Regions from separate parts of the Mus musculus genome. Here regions 2 and 3 are each linked to region 1. Evidence: chromatin contacts called from public HiChIP or PLAC-seq and promoter capture Hi-C data. All regions are on one chromosome and are shown on one strand. Each heading gives the region's core, a stretch centred on a gene start, on an enhancer-like site or on the middle of the called end of the contact. The rest is flanking DNA. Distances are from core to core; before and after follow the strand shown. Region 1 holds the start of Eya4 (EYA transcriptional coactivator and phosphatase 4). Region 2 holds the start of Moxd1 (monooxygenase, DBH-like 1). Region 3 holds the start of Slc2a12 (solute carrier family 2 (facilitated glucose transporter), member 12).

Region 1 (2,507 bases), core at 4-2,503:
GAGTTGATACACATTATCAAAGTATCAGGACAGATGTTACTGATGGAGACAATGGGCTTTAGGGAAAGGTGGGGTTATATGGGAGTAATATTTGGGGATTGTCTTTGCTTTGGTCCAAGAGTGTGATATTTATATTTGTCTGTGAAATATGAAATCCAATGTAGGTACAAAAGACATCAACAGAAGGCATAGGCTCAAAATGCCATTTCAGCAGTGTGCCCTGAGCAGTTCTGACTGGCCTTTGGAAGTCACTGCAGTCTGACCTTTGGGCGCCTGGGAGGGGCGCCTATAGCTGCGCCCGGCCTGGAAGGGGCCCAGGCACTTCCCAGTGCTGCCCGTCTGCACGCTGCTAACTCCTTCATCGCTTCCATCTCCAGGAAAAAGCTCTTTCCTAAATCCAGAGCAAGCTTTGGGCTGGTGTCAGTTGGCGTTTAACTTTGTTGCAAGTGGACTAGAGTCCCTTCTGCCTCCTCTCTTGGGGTAAGTGGCAAGGAGTCCGACTGAGGGCCTGTAGCTCGCACAGGGTAGTTAGGGGACCGCCGCCCAGAAGCAGGTGGGGGACCGAGGAGCCCGGTGGCGGGCTGGTCCCTTCAGTCTAAAGGCCTCGGTGGCCAGCGCCAGGCGGGGTGGGGGCGGGGTGAGGCGGCGCAGAGGGCGCGGAGATTACCGCGGCGCCACCAGAGACGCGCAGAGCCGGGGAGCCCCGGAGGTCCCCCCACGCGAGACCTCAAAAAAGAAAAAAAAAGCCGATGATAACAGGCAGTTTCCAGAGATCGAATAAAAAGAGAGGGCTTCTGCGCCCGCCAAGATCTCCTGCTCTTCCGGCGGCCTGCCGGGAGGCCCCCAGCGGCCACCCTAGCCCCAGGACGCAGGCGGCGACGTCCCCCCCCAACCCCCCCACATCCCGCCTCCTGCCTCTAGGCTCCAGCTCCGCGCGCTAGGGAGAGGCTGCCCGCGGCGCGGCGCACGCTCCGGCGGCTCCCGGCTTGCGCGCAAACCTTTCCCGGTCGGCGCCCTAGAGAGGGGACTGAGCGGCGGGGACCTGCGGAGGGACGCCCGGCCACCCGGCGCGCGCGCGCTTTCTCTTTTCTTCTGCTCGCTAACGCCGCTCGGCTGCTCGGACTTTGGTTCGGCTCCTTTCGTCCTCCCCCCCCCCCCCTCGCAGCCGGCTCCCCCACCCCGCCCTGTTTCTCCCCCACTTGTGTAAGCTATTTGTTGGGGGTGGCCGAAAGGGATGTCCTGTTTTTACCAGAGACACAGCGCGAAGGGAAAACTTAGACACTGGAAGGAAAGCGAGTAAATACGTAGATCGGACCCGCAGATCACTGGCTGGGACAGACAATTGAACTTCGGGAGTCCAAGGCGGTCCGGGCCGCCAGAGGTGAGTGTCCTCTCTTCATCCGACCCGGTTTTTGAAGTCCAATGGAGGGGGGAGGTGTGTCCAGATTTGGATGATTCCCCCAAACTGTCCCCTAGAAAGTGCTAGCTAGACACTTTGTAGTGCGTGAATGGGGATCTGGGGATGGAGGTCGCGCGCAGGGAGAGTGTGTGAGCCTCGGAGTTCTCCCCGATGATCCAACAGCAGTGTCCCATGGCCAGGGTCCCTAGGACCTCAGTGGTACGCTCGCCCAGGAAGACCCTCAACGACCTGGTCCCCAGTAACCCCTCTTGTCTAGCGCCACAGGACCTGAGTGAGTCTCGCGTCGTCCCCGGGTGCGGATCCTACCTGCCTGCACCCTGTTCCCTGTCGCCCGGGAAGCTTACACCAGACTCTTCCCACTCCCACCCGGTGACATTTAATACTTTGTGATGACCTGCTACGTGGAGTAAGGGTGCTGCCTCACTCAGTGTCCCTTGGAGAGCCGTGGGCGCCTGGGTTTGCGTGAGGCCGGGAGCGCGTGTACCCAGAGGCCAAGCCCTGGTCTCCAGGTACCGGTCGCAGTCTAAACAGGGGGGGGGGGTCACTTTAATGGTTTTTACGTGGCGTGGACGAATGTCTCTTGCAGTGTGCCAGGGTCTGTGAAATTAGAGGCGCCTTGTCAGAGGAGTCGCGTTCATTGGCTCCAGGAGCGGATGCTGAGGAGCAATTCTAACTTCTCCAAAGCCAAGGACCAGGCTGGGGCGAGCAGGTTTCTCTCAGAGCTCACTGGATCTGGGGTGGCCTTGGCACTCTAAACGCTTGTAGAGCTTGGTCATCTGTGACTGGGAGACAGACTGTGTGAGCCCGTTTCGTTTTGCAAGCCACAGCAACCCCAAACTTTTCATTTTATTTTTCTATTAGCACTAAATTCTTTTCCTTTTTTCTTTGTATTCGAGATTCGCAATCTCTCTGAAAGAAACAAGGAGGTTTTGACTGAGCCTGGTGGCAGAGCGGTGGCAAAACTAAGGGAGTGCAGTTTGATTTTTGCCACCGTCCCCTTGTTTGGGATGTTAGCGCCTCAGCTCACATCTTTCAAGTTCCTGGGAGACTAACGGGGTTTGCGGTTTGGGTGGGATCGGCGTGGCCT
Region 2 (2,507 bases), core at 6-2,505, 870 kb before region 1:
ATGCTGTGAAATTCCATCTTAGAAGACTGGAGGAAGTATTGAGCTATACACGCTGAAATTCACAAGGGGCATTCTTATGCTGCTCAGAAGTTTTCCTGAGGCTTCTTAGCTAAGGTTTGCATTCTTGCATGGGAGTTGGCCCGTAAGAAAGTGTGTATATCCACTATGACCCATATGAAGTTCAGTACCCAGGAAGTCGAGCTACAGAATTCTGTTCGTTTCCCTACACATAAAGATGCCTGGATCAGGTAGCATCTACCAGAACTCTCTCCCCTAGAGCTAATGGGCAGGGAGCGAATCAGATGAATTTGTCGCCTATTAAAGCGGAAAACCTATCCCTGAATAGAGGGCTCTGCTTGGAGACTCTAGGTTGTGCATGGGTCGCTAAACCTGGCTTCCTCGAGAGCTGTTAATAACAAAACTTCCTTAAGCAAGTTTTCAGGGCCCTTCATTCATCTCGTGCATGCTCTAGTAAATGTTGGTGCTGCTCCTGGGATGCCCCCAAAGCCAACCACTGGAGACTGCGATTCCCAACCTTAGACAGGCAAGTGCACACAGGTCCGACCAGTTAGGTCTCAAAAGCTGTGGGTTTTTTTTTTTTTTTTTTTTTTTGATGGGGTGGATGGAGGGGAATGTGTGGTCTGTGCACAATGGTCGGTGAAGTGGGGCACCAGGATGCGAGCTTCCCGAAGAGGTAAACTTCCCCGGGCGAAGACTGCAAATGACACAGGCAGGGACCCCAGGGCAGGCTCGGATGACCCTGGGGCAAAAAGTGGCAAAGGAGGTGAGATGGACTCTGCTGCACGGAGCCCGTATCAGCCTCACCTTTGGGTGGACTGCGCTGCCCATCGCCCTTCTAGGGCGATCCCAGCGCAGGGAGCTCCCCGAAGGGACCCGAGCTTACCTGGAGGTAGGGCCGCCCGTGGGCCACTCCGCCTACCACGATGTCTGCCGCGGCCATGCTCCCGGTGGGCGAGAAGCCGAAGCCCACGTAGCCGTTCGTGCGTACCTCCAGACGGAAGGCCAGCCTCTCGCCCTGCCGGCCCCAGTGCAGCCAGTACTTGCCTTCGGGATCGAGGACCACGCGGTGCGGGTACGAGCGGCCCGGGCTTCCCGCAGCCGTCGCGGGGAGCAGCGCCCACAGCACAAGCAGTGGCCAGCCGCACATCCTCCTGTCCCGCGCCGCACCTGGGCTGCAGCCACTGGGGGGCGAAGACCAGGGAGCCCAACTTGGGACCGCCCCGGGGCTGGCCGCGCCCGCCCGCTGTCCCCGCCCCCGCTGGTTCTGGGTCCTACCAGGAGACTCCCCAGCCTCTCCCCAGGCATCCACCTGCTGCCACCGTGTATCCTATTTTGTCCCTGAAGTCTGGGTTAAGAGGGCAAGAAGGCAAGGAGCTTCCTGGAAGAGGCGGAGAAAAGGGGACCCAGCCGGGTAGAAGAAAGGAGGGAAAAAAAGGAATCGATGTGCAGACTGGGAGGGACCTAGGAAAGGAATTGGAAAGTGATGGGATAGAAAAGCATCCCTCTCGGGACCATGGGAGGGAAGAGACAGCTGGGAAAATCTGGGGTGCGGAGGAGAGAAAGGGAAAGCACCCCCACCCCCCAGATGGAAACTGCGCAGTTTGCATCCCTGGCAAACTTTTGACTTTTGACTTTCCTCACTGGAGCTCGTAGTGATGCCTGCTCATCCAGCAAGGAAGGCACACCCTCATCTTCTTCTCCCTTCTTTCAGTCTTTCCTCTTCTGGGAGGAGGCAGGGCTGGGGAGGGGGGGGGGTGCAATTCTTAGTTCTCCTGCTGATTTAGCTTTCCGTCGGGTTTTGATTTCTTCAGTTTGGTGGTGAAGGAATGATTTCTGCCTATACAGAAGAGGATTAGGTCAAGGTCAGCTTTCCTCTGAGTCCCTTTATCCCTCACTCTCCAGCCGCTGCCGCCACTGATCCTTTTAAGTTCTGGCCATGGTCTTGTTAGTCTCAAGTCTTGCTTGGCTTGTTGGTCTTTGAACACAGCACTCCTGTATTCCAGATGCTCAGTACTCATACTGAGGGCACATTAGATTCCTCATTAGTTTATATACACTTTACCATATTTCAGAAGCAAACTCTTGTCTGATTTAAAAAAAAAACAAAACAAAACAAACAAAACAAAAACAAAAACCAAATAGGATAACAAATACCGGGAGGACAGACCAAAATACCGATAAGAATATAGATAAAGCACACTGTTGCTCTCTGTACTATTTCTATCCAAGTGTATGTAGATGTCAGTATAGGATGTGTGTGTGCGCGTGCGTGCGTGCACACGCACGCACGCATGTTTCTATTGCTTAAGGTTTCTATTGCTTCAATCGAAACCACGACAAAGCAAGCTGGAAAAATAAAAGGGTTTATTGGACTTATTGCTGTTCATCATGTAGAAAGTCAGGGCAGAAAGTCAAGCAGGAAAGAAACCTGGATGCAGGAGCTGATATTAGAGGCCACGGAAGGGTGCTGCTTGCTAGCTTGCTCC
Region 3 (2,507 bases), core at 5-2,504, 700 kb after region 1:
GCCCCAGGTGTCCATCCTCCATTAGATGAGGGAAGGAAAATCAGGCTAAGGCCCTAAGCCTGGAGCAAGGCATTTCTGGGGTGGGACCACTTCACTTCCGCGTGAGGCTTAGTGGATTCCGTTCCCAAATCATAAACATCCTTGGGTAGACCCATTCCCAGGTGGAAGGCTGTGAGTAACTTCTGTGTCGCTGAGCATTGGCGACTATTTGTAACATTCCACTTGGGAATGGAATGTATGATTGAAGCATGTGGCGCTGATGAGAAAGTATTAAGCAGAGGAAGAAGAGGGTCATTTGTATTGGGTTTGTCATACCACAATTAGTATATAGTCCCTTGAAAAAGAGATGAATAGAAAGAGGCACCAAGAAACAAACAAACAAGCGGACAAACAAAAAGGTGGAGGATTGTAAATCCACCGAGACAAGCATCTCGGTGAAGCACAGATAACACCATAAAAACTACTAAAGTTCTCTTTGGTAAGTTAAAGTATTCAACGAATCTCATTTTGAAAGGCAAGTTTCCAAGAAAGCAGGGACAAACAGGGGTGCAGTTTAGGGGCACGGAATAACTCATAATGTCCACTTGTTCCACACCGTTTGTTTGCGACAATAAGCAAAAAAGGTGTGTGCTCACAACTGAGGCTCTGATCCACCTTTCCAAGAGAGAGGAATGTGTACATTGCGTTACGTAAAGCAAATTGATGTAGCCCATCGTTGCAGTAGCTCCTGTTTCAATACATAAAGTCCCAAGGAGACTTCGGTCCCCGCATGTAGGGCTCTGGGTCACTCCGCGTCGCACTGAACCCTGCATTCCCGTTTCCACACATACGACACGCTCCCGGGCTGCGCGCGCACACGCACTCCCACGCACACGCACAGTCCGAAGGGGCTCGTGGGGACGACTGTCCCCTCTAGCGGTCACCCGAGCCAGCCCGGCCGTCTCACGTTACCTCCCGCGCAGGCAGGATGCCCTCCGCCGCTGGCTCCACAGCTGCCTTCGGTCTCCGCCTCTCTCCCCTTCTGGTTCAGCAGATTGGGGCCCTCTGTGTTTTCAACAGGTACCATGGTCACGGTAGTACTTACAGCTTCTCGCTCGCCACCGGACCACCCAGACCTACCGCGCTGACAGCAGTGGTCACTGTCCCCATGGGCAGCATGCTAAAGAAGAGTGGGAGGGGTTTGAGTGGGGGGGCGACCTTCGGGCAAAGCCAGTGTGATTTGTAACCAACTTTGTTTCTATTTCCGAAGGCTTTGCCCTTTTCGGTGACACAGGCTGTTGCTATTCCAAGCAGCCTATCACAGGCAAGGGGAGGGCCGTGTCTCCAGGATTGTTTTGCCTTTAGATGCGAGTTGGAAGCAAGAGGTTAAAAAGACTTGGGACTCAAAGGCAGTGTTTGGCCACCGGCTAGGGCTAGCTCTTGTGTTCCCGCAATTTGAAAAGCAGCTTAGAAAAAGAAGCATGCAGATTTAAATGCAAGTCTGCAAGCCAAGAGTAGGGAACAAATACTCACAGATGGTATCAGTTAATCTCGCCGAAGAGGAACATTTTATGTAAAGACATACCAGAAGGAAAAGTATTAATATTTCTTTTGTGGGCAAGCCTATTGCCCTAAAAGCCACAACACTCACCAGCTTAAACAAAGCGTAAAAGTTGTTTGTTTCAACGGGATTTGGGTCTAGGTAAATGCCTAGCATAGCTTTCTCTCTAGGCCCGTGGTACGGATCAAGGCCTGCTCCCAACTCCAGTCGCATGGATTCTTTAGACACTTTCTAGCCTGAGTTTATAGCAAGATAGTCCTTTTAAAAATGCACAGTTGACCTGAAAGCGAGGCAAACAGAGGATCTTCTGTCAGGTTGCTCGCTGGCTTGGCTGGCGGGAGGACACTCGGTATTCAGAGATGACTGGAGCTGTTGTAACATGAAACAAATCAGGGCACCAGAGGGAGGGGTGTTTTACTGGTCTATGAATGTGTACTTACATAAACAATCAGACAGACTGACATATTTTACCATCCGTTCTGTCCTTAGCAAATCATATCCACTGAGAAAACTGTGACATCACCTTAGAAACCACTGGGGTAAAAACTTAAACGTATGAAGTACTTTATAAGACAGAAATCAATGCTGGTTGTGTGACCTCGAGCGATTCTTTTCCCAAATAAAGCGCGTTAGAGAAAATGGGAGCTAAAGTAGCTTGCCTAAGCTTTGTAGAGCAGGCTGTGGCTCAGTGGTAGAGCCTACTACACACAAGGTCCTGGATTCAGAGTGCCAGAGCTGCACCAAACAAACAAATACACCCAGTGCTCTCGAACTCTTCAGAGCTGGTCAGGGGTGGACGGTAATTCTCCGGAGTTCTAACATTCCAGCCCTGTCCAACACTCTTTAGTTCTCCTCAACCTTAAGAGATGCCAGGAAACACAGATTCTCATACTAGCCATTCCTCTGTGAGGGAAAGCAGGTCTGCACTTGTCTAAGCAGTGACCTGTGTTTACTTATTTTGCACACA

Evidence for each region. Promoter capture Hi-C pulls out the DNA fragments that hold promoters and counts their contacts. HiChIP or PLAC-seq counts read pairs in DNA pulled down with a chosen protein or histone mark.
Region 2: a promoter capture Hi-C map of embryonic stem cells shows a contact between it and region 1, with 4 times the contacts expected there. The contact joins the promoter of Moxd1 here to the promoter of Eya4 in region 1. A contact is called at or near these places in 3 of 39 promoter capture datasets (embryonic stem cells, hippocampal neurons and stem cell-derived epiblast-like cells).
Region 3: a contact with region 1 is called in an H3K27ac HiChIP or PLAC-seq map of embryonic stem cells, with 6 times the contacts expected there. The contact joins the promoter of Slc2a12 here to the promoter of Eya4 in region 1. A contact is called at or near these places in 7 of 39 promoter capture datasets (embryonic stem cells, hippocampal neurons, liver and 3 more) and 1 of 115 datasets of contacts at active chromatin or transcription factors (embryonic stem cells).

The regions. Positions count from the first base shown.
Region 1 is chr10:23,348,636-23,351,142 of GRCm38.p6, reverse strand. It overlaps Eya4 (EYA transcriptional coactivator and phosphatase 4), which reads left to right and starts at 1,253. Exons shown (of 19, transcript NM_001347372.1): 1 at 1,253-1,381.
Region 2 is chr10:24,222,265-24,224,771 of GRCm38.p6, reverse strand. It overlaps Moxd1 (monooxygenase, DBH-like 1), which reads right to left and starts at 1,255. Exons shown (of 12, transcript NM_021509.5): 1 at 905-1,255. The coding sequence starts at 1,168.
Region 3 is chr10:22,643,758-22,646,264 of GRCm38.p6, reverse strand. Slc2a12 (solute carrier family 2 (facilitated glucose transporter), member 12) reads right to left here and starts at 1,254. Exons shown (of 5, transcript NM_178934.4): 1 at 952-1,254. The coding sequence starts at 1,066.